2 separate regions of the Sus scrofa genome follow, and region 2 is linked to region 1. The links are chromatin contacts, called in public Hi-C maps. All regions are on one chromosome and are shown on one strand. Each heading gives the region's core, a stretch centred on a gene start, on an enhancer-like site or on the middle of the called end of the contact. The rest is flanking DNA. Distances are from core to core; before and after follow the strand shown. Region 1 has its middle 33 kb from the start of CTPS1. Region 2 holds the start of CITED4 (cbp/p300-interacting transactivator 4).

The links. A called contact is a pair of places that touch in the nucleus more often than the background predicts.
Region 2: a contact with region 1 is called in a Hi-C map of undifferentiated spermatogonia, with 1.6 times the contacts expected there. The contact joins the promoter of CITED4 here to the enhancer-like site in region 1. A contact is called at or near these places in 1 of 5 promoter capture datasets (liver), 18 of 47 Hi-C or Micro-C datasets (adipose tissue, alveolar macrophages, blood and 9 more) and 2 of 2 datasets of contacts at active chromatin or transcription factors (alveolar macrophages and skeletal muscle).

What each region holds. Positions count from the first base shown.
Region 1 is chr6:170,262,205-170,269,870 of Sscrofa11.1, reverse strand. No RefSeq gene overlaps it. Among named protein-coding and RNA genes, the nearest start is that of CTPS1, 33 kb to the right of the region's middle. Within about 2 kb of position 2,605, at least 2 of the 83 cell types and tissues checked have an H3K27ac peak or open chromatin away from gene starts, as enhancers often do. A contact at or near this core is called in undifferentiated spermatogonia, where this site is marked.
Region 2 is chr6:170,321,875-170,329,540 of Sscrofa11.1, reverse strand. CITED4 (cbp/p300-interacting transactivator 4) reads right to left here and starts at 4,754. Exons shown (of 3, transcript XM_003128106.4): 1 at 4,278-4,754; 2 at 4,155-4,275; 3 at 3,401-4,152. The coding sequence starts at 4,481. The coding sequence ends at 3,917.

The DNA.
Region 1 (7,666 bases), core at 1,356-3,855:
CTCCTTCCTCTGGCTCATGAAACCTTCAGGATGCGGCCCCTGGGTCACTGTTCCTCCGCACTGACTGTCCTGGGCTTCTCTCTGTGCCCCAGACACTCCCAGGTTGTTCCTGTCTCAGGGCCTTTGCACATGTTGTTCCCTCTGTCTGAGCCTCTTCAGGTGGCTGGTTCCCTCTTATCATTCAGGTCTTAGCTAAAATGTCACCTCCTTAGAAAATCCGTCCCTGATCACCCATCACAAGCAGGCACCCAGTCGCTGTTTGCCATGTAATCCCATTTTAATGTTTGACACGAATCACTGGCTGATATTTTATTTGTTTGTGCATTTTGTTCCTTAATTAGTACCTGGCTCTCCCCTAGATTAGAGCTGCTGTGAGTACACGTTCTTCTCTGCCTTCTTCATGGCTGTGTCCCCAGCTCCTGGAGCAGCGCCTGACACAGCACGGGGGCTCCATAGATATTATTGAGTGAATGAATGAGTAAGTGAATGAATGACTTCATTGAAACTCACTAACGCTTAGGCCTGTGCTAGCTCCGGATCCCACGGAAGGCATGGTTCCTGATGCCTGGGATCTCACAGGCTAATACACAGAGGTTTATACGAGACTGTGAACAACAGCATACGGGCCATGGAGCCAGACGGCCTGGGTTCAAATCCTGACCCTGGGCTCTAACCTCTGCAGTTTGTAAATCACTCTGAAACGTTCCTGGAGGCGATTCTACGCTCAATAAATGCTATTAGGCAAGCCACGCAAAGGCACGGAAGAGCACACCCCTACAACCGGAGTTTTAATTTTATGTCATTTTTCATTCTTTTTCGGCTGCCCCAAGGCACATGGAGTTCCCAGGCCAGGAATCAGATCCCAGCCACAGCTGCGGCCTCTGCCGAAGCTGCGCCAATGCAGATCCTTTACCCACCGGGCCGGCCGGGCTTGAACCTGCGTTCCAGCGCTCCCAAGACACTGCCATTCCAGCTGAGCCGCCCAGAGCTCACAGAGTATAGGAAATCACTTCAATCATTCAGCTGTTTCGGGACCCTTCATTGCAGGCGCGGGAAGTGGGCGCGCCGAGGGGCGGGTGTGGGGGGGCCTATCCTCCAAGACGAGAGAAATGATTTGCACCATGTAACACAACCGGGTGATGGGTCCAAGGAGCACACTAGGTCTAAGTCGCCTCCCCTCCCCTGTCCCCACGACTGGTCTGGAAGCAGGGGCTCCAGCCCTGAGGCCCGGGCTGCCAGGCCATGGGGGGAGGGGCGGCCGAGCGGAAGGTGGGCAGGAAGGGACCTGATGTGGCCTGACCTGATTCAGATTTTTTTCTTTTTTTTCTTTTTTTTTTTTGTCTTTTTGCCATTTCTTGGGCCGCTCCCGCGGCATATGGAGGTGCCCAGGCTAGGGGTCCAATCGGAGCTGTAGCCCCCGGCCTACGCCAGAGCCACAGCAACGCGGGATCCGAGCCGCGTCTGTGACCTACACCACAGCTCACCGCAACGCCGGATCCTTCACCCACTGAGCAAGGCCAGGGATCGAACCCTCAACCTCATGGTTCCTCGTCGGATTCGTTAACCACTGAGCCACGATGGGAACTCCATGATTCAGATCTTAATCGGGGGAGACCCGGAGCAAGGCTCTGAGTTGGGAATGAGGGGACTACAGCCGTTTCTGCCTCACAGCCTGAAGGGGACAGCACTGGGCACAGGGCGGCCACAGTACCTACTCACCAGATGCTTGTGGAGCCGTTGTGTGGGTTAGCTGAAGGGAAGCTGGTCTCTCGGATTCCACAACAGAGCACCAGGTCTGGAGCCTACAGCGAAGGGCCAGCTGGATAGGAGCTCTGAGGAGCATCTCAAGAGCAAGAGTCTTGGGGTTCCCGTTGTGGCTCAGCGGAAACGAATCTGACTAGGCACCATGAGGATGCAGGTTCGATCCCTGGCCTCACTCAGTGGGTTAAGGATCTGGCGTTGCCATGAGCTGTGGTGTAGGTCACAGATGCAGCTCGGATCTGGCGTTGTGGTGGCTGTGGGGTAGGCGGGCATCCACAGCTCTGATTCGACCCCCAGCCTGGGAACCTCCACATGCCACAGGTGAGGCCCTAAAGAGGACAAAAAGAAAAAAAATTAACTAATTAAAAAAAAAAGAGCAAGCGTCTTGTTGACACAAGAGGAAATGAAGACCGGAGGGGTCCTGACCTGGCAGGGTCACCCAGAAAGTTGGTGACAGACGGCCGCAGAGTTTCGGGGCTGGGCGAGGCCCCACTGCTCAGAGGTCGCAGCCCCACGCAGCCCCACCGCTTCCTGCCCCAGCGGGGGCCCAGCCCTTGGCCCCCGGCTGACCTGGATTCCAGAACGCTCTGCCCCTCACAAGGTGTGGGCTGGTGGTTCAACCACCTCTGTGAGCCTCGGTTTCCTCGAGTTTAAAGTAGGAAAAGAGCGCAGAGCTTGCAGAGCTGTAAGGTTTAATGCACGCGCGTGTGTAAAGTGCCGTGACAGTGGCTGGAACACAGCAAGTGGACGATGAATGGTCGCTGCTCTCTTTCCCCACATCCGTTGCCTACGCTGGCATCTGAGACAGCCTCCCGGCCCTCCTCCTGCTGAGAAATTCCTTCCCCTTCCTCTGGCCTCCAAGACACGGACCAGATTCCTCCGCGTGGCAGCCGGGATGCCCTGCGCTGGGTGACGGGCCTGCGTTTCGGGCCCCGCTCTGTTGCTCGCATGACGTCAAGTCCGCAGGCGCGTCTGTAATCGTGCGGGGAGGGTGCAGCCGCCCCCCTCCCGCAGACCCGATCCCTCTAACCTATGCAGGGCTCTGAGAAAGGCTGCGGGAGAGAAATCTGTGTAGCCTTGTTCGAGCCAGAATGTTCCAAACGAGTGTGCCGCGGAGGCCCATTAGTATCGCACAGAACGCGCTTTGCTTCCTGCCCGCCCTCTGCGAGCTTCCTGCCCGCGAGCTCTGTGTAGGTCGCGCCGGCGTCTCCCCAAGTCCTCCTCCAGCGCGCGCTCTCTCGCCCCTGGGGACCCAGATCGGTCACCTCTCCTGGGTCTGGGGTCTGGTCGAGGGAGCCTGCCCTCTGGGCTCCCGCAGCGCTGTGGCCAGCCCCTGCCCGCACCCTCCTGGGCAGCCCCATGGGCGCCCTGCAGGCTGCCTGCTGGCCCTCCGCAGGCCTGTGCAGGTCTTACCTCTTCTCTGCTCTCACAGGACCTTCCAGAAGCACCTCCTCTAAGAACTTTGCTTTATGCTCCCACCAAGAAATATCTCTCTTGGAGTTCCCTTTCTGGCTCAGTGGTTAACGAACCTGACTAGGATCCATGAGGACGTGGGTTTGATCCCTGGCCTTGCTCTGTGGGTTAAGGACCCAGCTTTGCGGTGAGCTGTGGCCGAGGCCACAAACAAAGCTTGGTCCCATGTTGCTGTGACTGTGGTGCAGGCCGGCAGCTGAAGCTCCGATTCCACCCATCGCCTGGGAACCTCCATATGCTGCGGGTGCGGCCCTACACAGCAAAACAAAAAAACCCCTCTCTTGCCTCAGGCTTTTAGAGTTAGATTAAAAGCTGGGTGAAGGTAAGATCCATATTCTTTTTATTTCTCCAGGGTTTTGCACTTAGTATAGATGTTCAGTGAATGTGTGTTTATTCATATGGTTGATCAATATTTATGGAACGCCTGTTATATGTCCTGTGCCGAGGGCTGGGATACTGTGGGAAACAAGATAGATGTGGAAGCAGAAAGGAAAGTAGGAAAAAGCAAAGACTCTGGAACAGTCAGCTCGGTGCAGGTTCAAATCCTGGTTCACCATTTGACTAGCTGTGCGGCCCTGGGCAAGTTACTTGACCTCTCTGTACCTCAGGTTCCTCATTTCTAAGAGAGGGAAAGATATAGTATTTATCTTAGGGGTTACTATGAGGATTGAATGGGGTGATAATGTAAAGTGCTGAGAACAGCATCCAGCACACAGTAAGGATTGTATAGCTGGCGGCTGTCGCTATTGTAATAGATGGCGTTTTTGCCTCAGAGAGCCAGGTCTCTGCCAGAGCCAAGGCAGACACTGAGTAGCTAATTACACACATAACTACTTCACTATCTTGAGAGGTGTCAAGAAGCAAAAACACAGTGCACACGCATAAAGCAGGTGGCCTGGGCTTGTTCCGAGGGCAAAAGCAGAGCCTTCTCCGAGGACGTCACCACGTTTAAGCCAAGACAGGGTGAGCAGGAATCACCAGGCCGAGTGGGAGTGGAAGGCCGTTCCACGCAGAGGGGAGAGCATGTTCGAGGGAACAGCAGGCAGAGACACGTAGTCAGGAAGGCGTTGGCATTTTGGAGGGATGAGGAGAAAGCCAGAGAGACAAAAGCGCCGAGAACAGGGGGCAGGGGTAGAAGGCGAGTTTGCAAAGGGGGGCAGGCCATGCAGAGCCATGGAGCATTCGTCCAGGAGATGTGGGGCGGCTTCGAAGGTCTAGATCGGGGCAGTGACCATGCGCAAGAGTTAACAGACCATGGCAGAGCCTGGCAGGGGACCCCAGCAGGAGGGTGGTCCAGGTGAGAGAGGCTGGTGCTTAGCGTGGGATGCTGACTGTGGGGAAGCAGAGAGAGGCCTGCGTTAGAGGATGACGGGGAGACCGAAGAGATGACAGGAGCCGGTGGAAGGAAAGAGGTGCTGAGGATGCTTCTAGATTCGCCGTCTGAGCAACTGGGAAACTGCGGACCAAGCTGTTCCCACGCAGGGATCAAGATCAAGTCAGTCTGGGCGCCGGGTCTGAGACGGGGATGGGGTAGCGGCTGAAGGGGAATAGAAATAACTCTTGAGGCCAAAGGCGCTACGCTAAGACCATAAAGTCGGTGAAGTAATTATAGGTTGAACGGAGATTTGGATTGAGAGAGTGTGTGTATTATATCAAGAAAAGGTGGGTCTGTTCCTTTTTTTCCGGCCAGGAAGTTCCCGCTGGAGATGGTTTTACCAGAGAGGAGACGTGGGTGGGAGCTTTGGCGGGGCTTAGGCCACAGCAGTCCGCCGGCGGGGCCTGGCTCTCACCAGCCCTGGAAGGGGCAGGCCCTCTGCAGACGCACCCTGGTGCCGAGCAGGGCAGTCACGCCTCAACACGCATGTATGCATCTGCTTACCCGCCTGTCTGTCCCGCGTCCCAGGGCTCGGGGTATAACTAATGGCAGCATTCCTTAGCTTCTCCTGGAGGAGACAGCCAGCAAACACATCAGCACCAACGAAACATCGGATCGGCGGCTAGAAAGAGGGACGGGGAGCCCAGGACTGGAAAGACGTGGAAGGGACCCAGGAGTCCAGTGGCCAAGAGGTCTCCGAAGGTGAGGCCTTTGAGTTTCAACAAAACAAGGGTAGAATGTCTATATGTATGTGTGACGGGTCACCTTGCTGTACAGTAGACAATCGACAGAACACTGCAAACCAGTTATAATGGAAAAAAATAAAAATCATTAAAAAAAAAAAGCAGTGGTGAAATATCAGATTTCTGGAGTTCCCTGGTGGCTCAGTGGGTTAAGGACTCGCTGTTGTCACTGCTGTGGTGCAGGTTTGCTCCCTGGACGGGAACCTCTGCGTGCCGTGGGGGTCCCCCCCCCAAAAGAAAAGACGTTACAAATTTCGGATTTGGAAATGTAGATAAGGGTACCTTCGAGTTTTGTCGTCTTGAAATGTATATTATTCAATAACTGGCATGAAGATTTAAAACTTAATAGAGTTTGAAATAAAAGCCGTGGACGTGAACAGTAAAACCAAATACAGAACCGGTGGAGGAAAATGCTAACAGACGTCAGGTCATCCCAGAAAGCAGTGGCTCATTAAGAGGACTAGATACATTTGAACAGCAGGCATAAGAGGCTCCTGGAAGCTTTGATGGCCCTTTGATAACGAATACGAAGGAGCGGATCACAGGGACACACTGGGGAAAAATATTTACATTTTTGTTCGGACTTGACATAATTGACTGGGCTAAGAGAACATAAAACCTGTAAGTGTCGCTATAGGCAGCCTCTGATGACCAACCGGATGATGAATTTCCTCAACTAAGAGAGGGTTTGCAGGAGTCCCGTGGTGGCTCAGTGGAAACGAGCTTGACTGGTATCCATGAGGTTGCAGGTTCGATCCCTGGCTTTGCTCCTTGGGTTAAGGATCCAGGGTTGCCGTGGGCTAGGGTGTAGGTCACAGACGCAGCTCAGATCTGGCGTGGCTGTAGCTGTGGCCGGCAGCTATAGTTTCATGGTGACCCCTAGCCTGGGGACTTCCATATGCCGTGAGTAAGGCCCAAAAAAGCAAAAAAAAAAAAAAAAAAAAAAAAAAAAAAAAATGAGAGAGAGAGAGAGTTTATGATTAGGATGAGTCATTCCACAAGGAAACCTAAACTTGCCAGAGGTTTTTCCCAAGTTTGATAATAATCCTAATAATTTACACAATGTGACCAATACCAAGTGGTAAAACAGAGAGGAACTTTTCTAAATTATCAATAAAAATTTGTTTTTCCTGCTGGAAAATAAACCTTGCTAGAGGGAACTCTGAATCACCTCTCTCTTCTCATTCACAGAAATACGAAATTACACAATTATTGTCATCTGTGGGGAGGCAACCAAAGAAAATGAAGCCCCTAAATACAGGAAATTAAAAAGGTATGTCAGACAGGCAATTCAGAAAAATGTTATGTGCTTTTCCAGGTTTTGTGACTTTTGAGCTGTTTGTCAGCAGCTAAAATGTAATAATAATCTGTGGCAAATCTATTCTCCTACAACGAGCAGAATCTTCACTTTTATAACTGCATTTGTTAGCTATTGCTGCAGTACTGTTGCATAACACGCAGCCCCAAACTCAGTGGCTTTACAACTTTTTTTTTCTTTCTTTTTTTTTTTTAGGGCCATAACTGCTGCATATGGAAGTTCCCAGGTCGGGGGTTGAATCAGAGCTGCAGCTGCCAGACTCTGCTGCAGCCACAGTGACAGTGGATCCAAGCCGTGTCTGCCACTTACACCAGGGCTCATGGCAATGCTTAACCATCTGAGGGAGGCCAGGGATGGAACTCACATCCCCACAGACACTGTGTCGGGTTCTTAACGCTCTGAGCCACCACGGGAACTCCGCAACCACAATTCTTTGTCTGCATTGATGCAGATCCGCCGGGGCCCTGCAGCGGGGAGCCAGGGGATCTAGGCTGGGCTCAGGGGATCAGTTCTGCTCCATGGATCATATCTTTCTCCTGGGAGTGGGTTGTTAACGATGGAACGTCCCTCCCATGGTCATGGCAAGGTACAAGGTACAAGCATGGCCAGGTCCCAGCTTCAGAAAGGGCATGCTGTCACTGTCGTCCCCTTCATCGGCCATGCAAGTCGTGTGGCCAAAGTCAGAACAGGGGAAATACACTCAGCCCCCTTAGTAGTCGGGACTGCAAAGTCATCCAGCCAAGATGTAGTCAGAAGGAAGGGTGAAGAATTGGGCCGAACAGTGCAATCTCCTGTTAGACCTACTTTCACAATTGTGTAATCTTTTGCTTAAAGAGCTCCTCCCCCCAAACTGTATACACCTTGGGCTTCTGCAAAATCTGGATCACGCCCTGGTAACTGTGTCCTTTTGACGGTGCCCAGGGTAGCTGCAGGGTGGCTGCTCTAACAACGAACATTCTGTAAATAAGAGCTTCGTTAGTCATTTGAAATACTTGA
Region 2 (7,666 bases), core at 3,505-6,004, 58 kb before region 1:
CCGAAGGAGGCGCGTTCTTAGGACACTCGCCTCACCCTAGTTCCAGGGCTTATGGTGGACACTGGGAGTGTGTCCAGGTCCTGCTCCCATCAGATCGTTCCCCGGGCCTCCGGGAGGGCCGTGGGCAGACAGTCTGCCCTGGCAGCTCCCCCAGCGACGGCTCAGCAGGCGAGTGGTGCCCCGCCCACGGTCACACCACTTCCCCAGGCAGCCACGTCCGCTGACGGATGGGCCAGGAGTGAAAAGGAGCACGAAGGCCCAACATGGGGTGGGAGACTCTTCTAGCCTCAGACCTCCCCGCACACTGGCCAAGGTTCTTACTGAGCCTGCCTTGCAGCTTCCTCTGCTCACTCCTCGGACCCTCCCCTCCACGGGTGCTGACTAGGGGCTCCCTAGTAAAATTCTTGCAAGCTGGGGAGCGCCTGTGGTGGCTCAGAGGTAACTTGACCAGTATCCACGAGGATGCGGGTTCGATCCCTGGCCTCGCTCAGTGGGTTAAAGGATCCAGCGTCGCTGTGGCTGTGGTGTAGGCCAGCAGCTGCAGCTCCAATGAGACCCCTAGCCTGGGAACTTCCATATGGCATGGGTGCAGCCTCAAAATGACAAAAAAAAAAAAAAAAAAAAAAAAAATCTTGCAAGCTACCTACAATCTCAGAGTTGGCTACGGGGGATCCCAGTAGGGTTAGACTCCCCCCCGCCGACCCCCGCTTCCTAACTGGATTAGAACACAGCATCTCTAAAGACTCTAATACAAAGGGGAGTTCCTTGGTGGCCTAGTGGCTAAGGACCCAGCGTAGCCACTGCTGTATACATACAGCCCCAGAAATCCAGGGTTCAGGGATGATAAACTACGAGCTACACTGTTCTAAACACCTTGTGGGAATTAACTACCATCGTCTCCACTGCAGCTCCAGGAAAGAGGTACAATTAGCATCTCCATGCTGTAGATGAGTCGGAGGGAAGTCATAATTTTCTTGGGAAAAACTCCTTGGTAATGAAATCCAGCTGACGAAAAGATGATTCAAAATAACAAACTTCAGCCTGAGGAAACCTCCATATGAAAAGAAAAACCAAACAACAAAAACAAAAAAGAAGATGAAATAATGTCTTGCCTGTGTCATGACTCAGTTCCCAACCCTGAGAGAGCCTGACTCCCAACCCCAAAGACCCAGCCCGGGTAAGAGAATGAAATCCTCAGGACGGGAAATGGGGAGTGGGTTACCTGAGGGGGCAGCCCCTGGAAGAGGAACCACGGGAAGCTGGTTGGATCCCTGCAGGACAGTCAAGACTCAGAGGTAAGGTGACTTAGCTTGAGGTCCCAGCAGCTCGTGGAACTGCATCTAGAAATGGCCCCTGAGGCTATCAGAGCACAAGGCAGGGAGGACACAGCCATCCTCCCCTCAGCGGGGAGGGCAGAATTCCGCAGAGCGTCGGGAATGTGAGGGCTCAAGGTGTGTGCCGCCCCAGCCTTTTCCTCTCTGCCCATAGGTCTGCTGTCCAATTGCTCAGCTGCCCCTCTGGGAGGGATGGAGAGTGGGAAGTAGCCCAGGAGCTCGGGCTCCCTCTTCTACCCTTTCTTTCTTTTTCTCCTTGTTTTAAGGGCTGCACCTGCGGCATATGGAAGTTCCCAGGCTATGGATTGAATCGGAGCTGTAGCTGCAGCACGCAGCTCATGGCAATGCCAGATCCTTGACCCAGTGAGCGAGGCCAGGGATGGAACCCTGGATTTTCACCGTAACCCCTTTCATACGGAGAGCACCTCAGGACAAACCTACCGCTTTCATCCCATCCCCGGGTCTGTTCTCCTGTTACTATGAGGCTTACTGCCTTGTGAAATAGTAGGGCAGGTCATTAGCTCTATTTTACTGGTGGAGAAACTGAAGCCAGATGAAGGTCAGGCCCTCCTGTGCCAACCCAGCCCTTTGGTTTTTATCTCTGGCCTGGGATCTTGGGCAAAGTGAAGCAAACCCTGGCTGCTCTGAGCCCAGCACTCAGGCCAGTCCTTCCCAGAAGCGTCTCTGCCCTTTTTCCTCATCCCATCCCAGAATATGCTCCTTATCTTCGGGGAGATCTTCATTCATTCTCCAGACACGGCTGTGGCCCTCTGCTGGCATGGTGGCTGCACAGCTGGAGCTGACAGTGAGCCCGGGTGAGCTCACAGGCTGGAGGGAAAGTCAGGTCAACAAGCTTGGCACGGAGGTGAAGCCAAGCTTCGCCAGCCGCAGGGCACAGGTCACAGCTCTGTGCTCCTCTCCACCAAGTCTCTGGAATTCACTCTCCTCTCCAGCCCCCCTGCCTGTCCTAGCCCGGTCCTCCGCCTCTCCTCCCTGCCTTCCAGCCCTCTCTTCCTGCCTTTCTCCCGCACCTCAGAAGCACTTAGGGATCTTTCCAGAGAGAGGCAACAGCAGAGGGTGGGCAGGAGCATACGCTGCTGCTCCGGACTGAGGCCAGACTCTGCCAGGTCTGGACCAGAGTCCAGATGCCTCACCTGCAGAACGAGGACCGTGCCTACTTCTCAGTCCCCGGAAAACCAAGAGACCTTTGTTGTCCCTGTGAGAGGCCCCATGCTTTACCGCCCAGGCCCCGGCCTGGCAGCCTCCCTGCCTTGAGCCGGCTCTCTGCTTGCACACCTTCTTTTCCAAGTCCTACCGAGACTCATCCTTGAAGGCCCTGCTCACCCGATCAAATGTCCCCACCTCCCCAAGCCTGAACTGGCCGGACCCCCAGCCAGCTGAAGATGCTTCCTCTTCTGGGTTTGCCCGCTAGGCATCCTGCCTGTTTTCTAGTCCGCATCCCTCTCTTCCTTGTCCCAAGACGAGTGGGTTTCCAGGCCTGTCGTCCCCTCCTCCCACCTGGACTGTGACTCCTCGAGGGATGACTATTACTGTGAAATCACCACCACTATTATTTACGGAGGCCCCGCGTGCCTGGCACTGCGCTAAACGCCGCCCATGGCATGCGACCCTCACGGCCACCTAAGACGCGGATCCACTGTCCCTCCGAGGAAATGGCCTCAGAAACCTGAATGGATGGCGCCCAGAACAAGGGGGAGAGCCCGGGTTCAAAGCCAGGGCTGTCCAAGCCTTCGGGTATACCCAGCTCCCGGCCGGCCTGCCTGCAGAGCCAACAGGGAGGGCCGCACCCCCAAGCTCCCTCCACCCCTCCCAGGAGCCCCCGCCTTCACCCTTGGGTTACGGGGTGGCGGCAGCCTCTGCCTTCCAGATTATGACAGGACGATTGCACCACGCACAGGCATTTTCAAAAGCAACCGTCAGTTTCCTCTCCTGGCCACTGCCGGGGGATGTGGCCTCCACCCCACCCAGGGTCTCCAACAGCCTCAGGACTCTAGGAGCCAAATATAGCCTAGGGCTGGAGTGATAAGGAAATGAACACGCCAGACTGGAAAGTGACCCAGTTTTATTTGGTGTTGGAGGCCACTTGCAGGGGTGAGGGCTGCACAACCTGCCCCTCCCCAGAGCGGGAGGCCCAACGAACGACCTCAGGACCCAGGCCGCCAGGGCGGGGCCAGGCGGGTGGGCGGCTCCCGGGACCCAGTGAACACCGTGGGCTGCGCGAGGAGAGGGGGAATCAGGCAGAGGCCTGGAATGGCTCAGATTGGGGAGCTGGGTTGGAGGATCCGAGAGGAGAGCATACAGAATCCAAGAGCTGGGAGGCTGCAAGGGGCGTCCAGACCCCTTCGCTTTAGCCCTGTGGCTCCGGGTCAGAGAGATGAACCCAAACTGTCATCCTGCAGCAAGCAGGGCCTGCAGTGAGGCCCGGCGTCCCGGCCCGGCGTCGGCTCGGTGCGCGAACCGCTGCCTCACCCTCACGGAAGGTGCGTGCCGGGGCCCCGGCGCTGGGTGCCGAGTCCGGCGGGGCCGGCCCCCTTCTCTCGGCCACGCCGGGCAGGCGTCGCTTAGCAGCTCACCGAGCCAGCGGGCGGCGCCGAACCCAAGTCCGAGAAGCAGTCGAACTCGCTCTGGCCCAGGAAGAGCTCGGGCAGCTCGCGCACGCGGTGCAGCCCGAGCTCCAGCTCCAGCGACGTCAGCGCCTCCTCGTCGATGAGTTCGGCGTCCATGCAGCCCAGAGCGTGCGCGGGTGGCGGCGGTGGCGGAGCTGGGGCTCCGGGCGCCGGCTGTGGGCCCGGGGGCCTCCCGGGGCGCCGGGGGGCGCGGTCGCGCGACTTGGGTACAGCGTCGCCACGGGCTGCAGGTGCGCGCCGCTGGCGGCCGGCGGCGGCGGCACAGCCGGAAAGGACTGGAAGGTTGGCGGCGGCGGCCCAAGGCCCCGTACGTCAGAGCCCCGGGTGGGGGCGGCGGCGGCGGGCCCAGCGGAGTCCCCCGCGGCCGCAACCCGCTGTCCAGGCCGGGGCCCGAGTACGGCTGCAGCGTCCGGAGCACGTGAGGGCCTTGGGCCGGCGCGGGAGGCGGTGGCCTGGGCACCAGGCGGTAGCCCTCGGCGAGCAGCAGGTGGTCTGCCATGACGGCCGGCCGGCTGCTGGCGGCTGCGGACCAGGGGTCAGCGCGGGCGTCCCCCGGCCCGGACCAGCGGTTCCTCTGCGCCGAGGGATCCGGGCGCCGTGCCCTCTCTGCACCCTAGCTGGGCAAAGGAAATCCGAACCCGACCTGTGCTTCTGCGCAGCCCAGGACGCACGAACTCAGAGCTCCCGTGCGCCCCAGCTCAAGGCGAGAACGACCCTGCTCAGCCACCAGGTCCGGCAGCGAGAGCTCAGCGACGCGCCCGCGACCTCCGCGCAGCCTTATACCCAGAGGCGGGGTGCCCCGCCCCCGAGCGCTCATTGGCTGGGTGAGACGATGGGCGGGCCCGCCGCGCCGCGCCTCCTGGAGGTCTCGGCCGGGTTCCTGTCCCAGCTCCGCCCTTTGGACCTTAGGCCCGCCCCCTGGGGCTTTGAGGTCTGTCCCGAAGCCTGGTGTTTGGCACTTTGCAAAAGGCTTGGTCTGGCTGCCCTAGGCTCAGTCTCAGGGCTAGATGGGGCCAAACTTGAACAGACCAGAAGATGGAGTGCGAGGGGTAGAGGAGTTACTAGGCCCCCTGAACTGCAGGATCACAAGCCCAACCTCTCAACCCTCTCAATTTTCCAGATGAAGAAAGCTGGAGAGGCAGAAGGCGTTTCCTGGGAATACAAAGTAAAGCCTGGACAGAAGGGAGACTCGAACCCAGGCCTTTTGATTGCCGCCTCTACACAGGGCAAGGACACCTTTGCGGCGCAGAGTTCCCCGGACAGTCGGCTGCCCGACTCCATAATCCCAGGAGTCCCAGTTACCCTCCCTCGGCTCCTGCGCCCTTGTCTGTGAAAGCACGTACTGAGTCGTTATTAAAGTAATTTATGGGCATGCCTGCTGAAGGACTTGTTCATCCTTGTGTCCTCAGCCCTTGGCCCAGAGCCTATAGCTCAGGGCAGGTTTTCAGTAAAAGTTGGGTGAATCAACAGACGATCAAATGAATTGCACCTCATTCCCCTGCACTCGTTTCTTCATCCGTAAAATGGGGCAACGACAGTACCAAACTCACTGGGTTGCTGTGAGAGTTAAAGGAGGTGGTGTGTGCACGGTGCCCAGCACAGTGCCTGGCGTGCAGTAGGTGCTCAAAAATGTTCCTCAAATGAATGAAAAGCTGGATTTAGTTCTGTCCCTAGGGACCTTCTGAGTGGGGGATGTTGCCCTTCCCGTGATAGCAATAGTTAGAAGGTGGATGTTTAGAATGCTATACATTCTACGCACACCTTACTGGGGGCAGTGCATGGATTATCAATCCCATTGTGCAGATCAGAAGACCGAGGCACGGAAACTGACTGTCCTAGGGTCATACGCAGCCAGAGTTAGCCGTGTCCTTAGAGCAGCTGGAGTCTCTCCTGGTGGCCAAGAGACAACCTTCTGGAACCTTGCCCTTCTCCTGTTTGCCACTCCGCCCCTCCCTTCTCTGGCTCCCCGCTGCTGGTAGCGTCCTTGGGATTTCCTGGAACTTGGGTTTATCCAGCTGGTGCAGACAGGAGAACCGTAGCATGAGAAGCCAGAGGCTCAAGTTCTAATCGTGTCTCTACCACCCGCAGCAGTATGACCGTTGGGTGTTGGGGGGCAGGGTGTCACTTTTTTCCCCAGGGCCTCAGCTTTCTACTCAGTAAAAGGGAGATTGTAGTCACCTGAGAGCTTGTGAGAAGGTCACAAGTGACCATGGATGCAGTCACATTTTTGGCAAAGTGTAAAAGCTACACACATGGGAATTGACTCCCCCGGAGTCTGTCTTTAATAAAAGTGTCAAATGGAAATTCCTAAACATGGCTGCACCTCAGACTCAGCAAGGGGAGGGTGGTGGTACAGAGGAAGAGGAGGCTTTGAAAAATCCTGAATCTCTGGCTCCATCCAGCCTCCTGACTCAGATTCTGGGAGGGTATTTGGAATCATAAATTTGTATGGTCTGAAGATTTGGGAGCCGTTGTGCCACTAGAAGATTTTCCTTTTTTTTTTTTTTTTAAGTGTGTGTGTGTGTGAGAAATGTTTTAAAAGGTCTTTAATTTAGTCCATAAATATTTGTTTGGGCGCCTATTCTATGCCAGGTATTGATCTGCTAGTGGTTTTTAAGCTTTGGGGATCCACTGAGTCTTGAGAAGCTAATGAAAGTTACTGACTGAAAAATTAATAAAGGGATGTCGCTAAAATGGAATCAGGAGGCCAGAAGGAGGAGTTGCTCGTGAAGGTACCACTTAGGGCATGAATACGGATCCCAGCAGGAAGACACACCACCGACTTGCATCTCCAGCAGGAAGTGATAGGACTTTAGAGCAGCAGAAGAAAGATTTTTCTCCTGGCTTGGCAATAGCTCAGCCAATGAGGTGGTCACAGGTCAGCCAATGAAAAGTCACTGTCATTCGAGGTCCCAGTTTCTGCCAATGGACTTTTTGTTTCTAAGGAGCCCTCCCCACTCCCCTTCTCCTCTCTAAAGGGTTTCCTCTCCTTTGCTTCACCTGCCCTTGCATGGGGTTGGCCACAGTCAGATGTCCCAAATGGCAGTTCTTTGCTGCTCCTGAATAAACCTGTTTTGCTGGTTAAAAGACAGCCTGGTTTATAGTTTTAGGTTACACTGCAAACCTCAGGATCACACGCTATTGCGTAGAAATTTGACGAGTTAGCAAATCCCTGGAGGATCCACGGGGTTCTCAGGGATTCATGGGGTCTGGGTGGAACCCCTCTTCTTAGGTCCCTGGGGACATACGGTTGAGACTAAACTACATAAAAGCATGATCCGCTTGTTAGAAAGTGGTAGGGACTATGGAAAAAAAGGGAAAATAGGGTAGGGAGGCGATTGGGGTGCAGGGGCAGCTTGCAGTATTGCACAGAGGGGTCGGGGGCCTCACTGAGACCATAAGGTTTGAGAAAAGACTTAAAGGAGGGGAGGGCAGTGGCCAAGCGGCGTCTGGGGCAAACTGGTCCTAGCGGCGGGACAACTGGAGTGCAGTACTGCTGAAACTGTGGTACCAGGCCCCACCCCAGACCCAATCAGAAACTGGGCTGGGGCTCAGTTTTTTTTTTTTTTTTTTGGCTTTTCAGGGCTGCACCTGAGGCTTATGGACGTTTCCAGGCTAGGGGTCGAATCCGAGTTACAGCTGCTGGCCTACTCCACAGCCACAGCAACCCCAGATCTGAGCTGT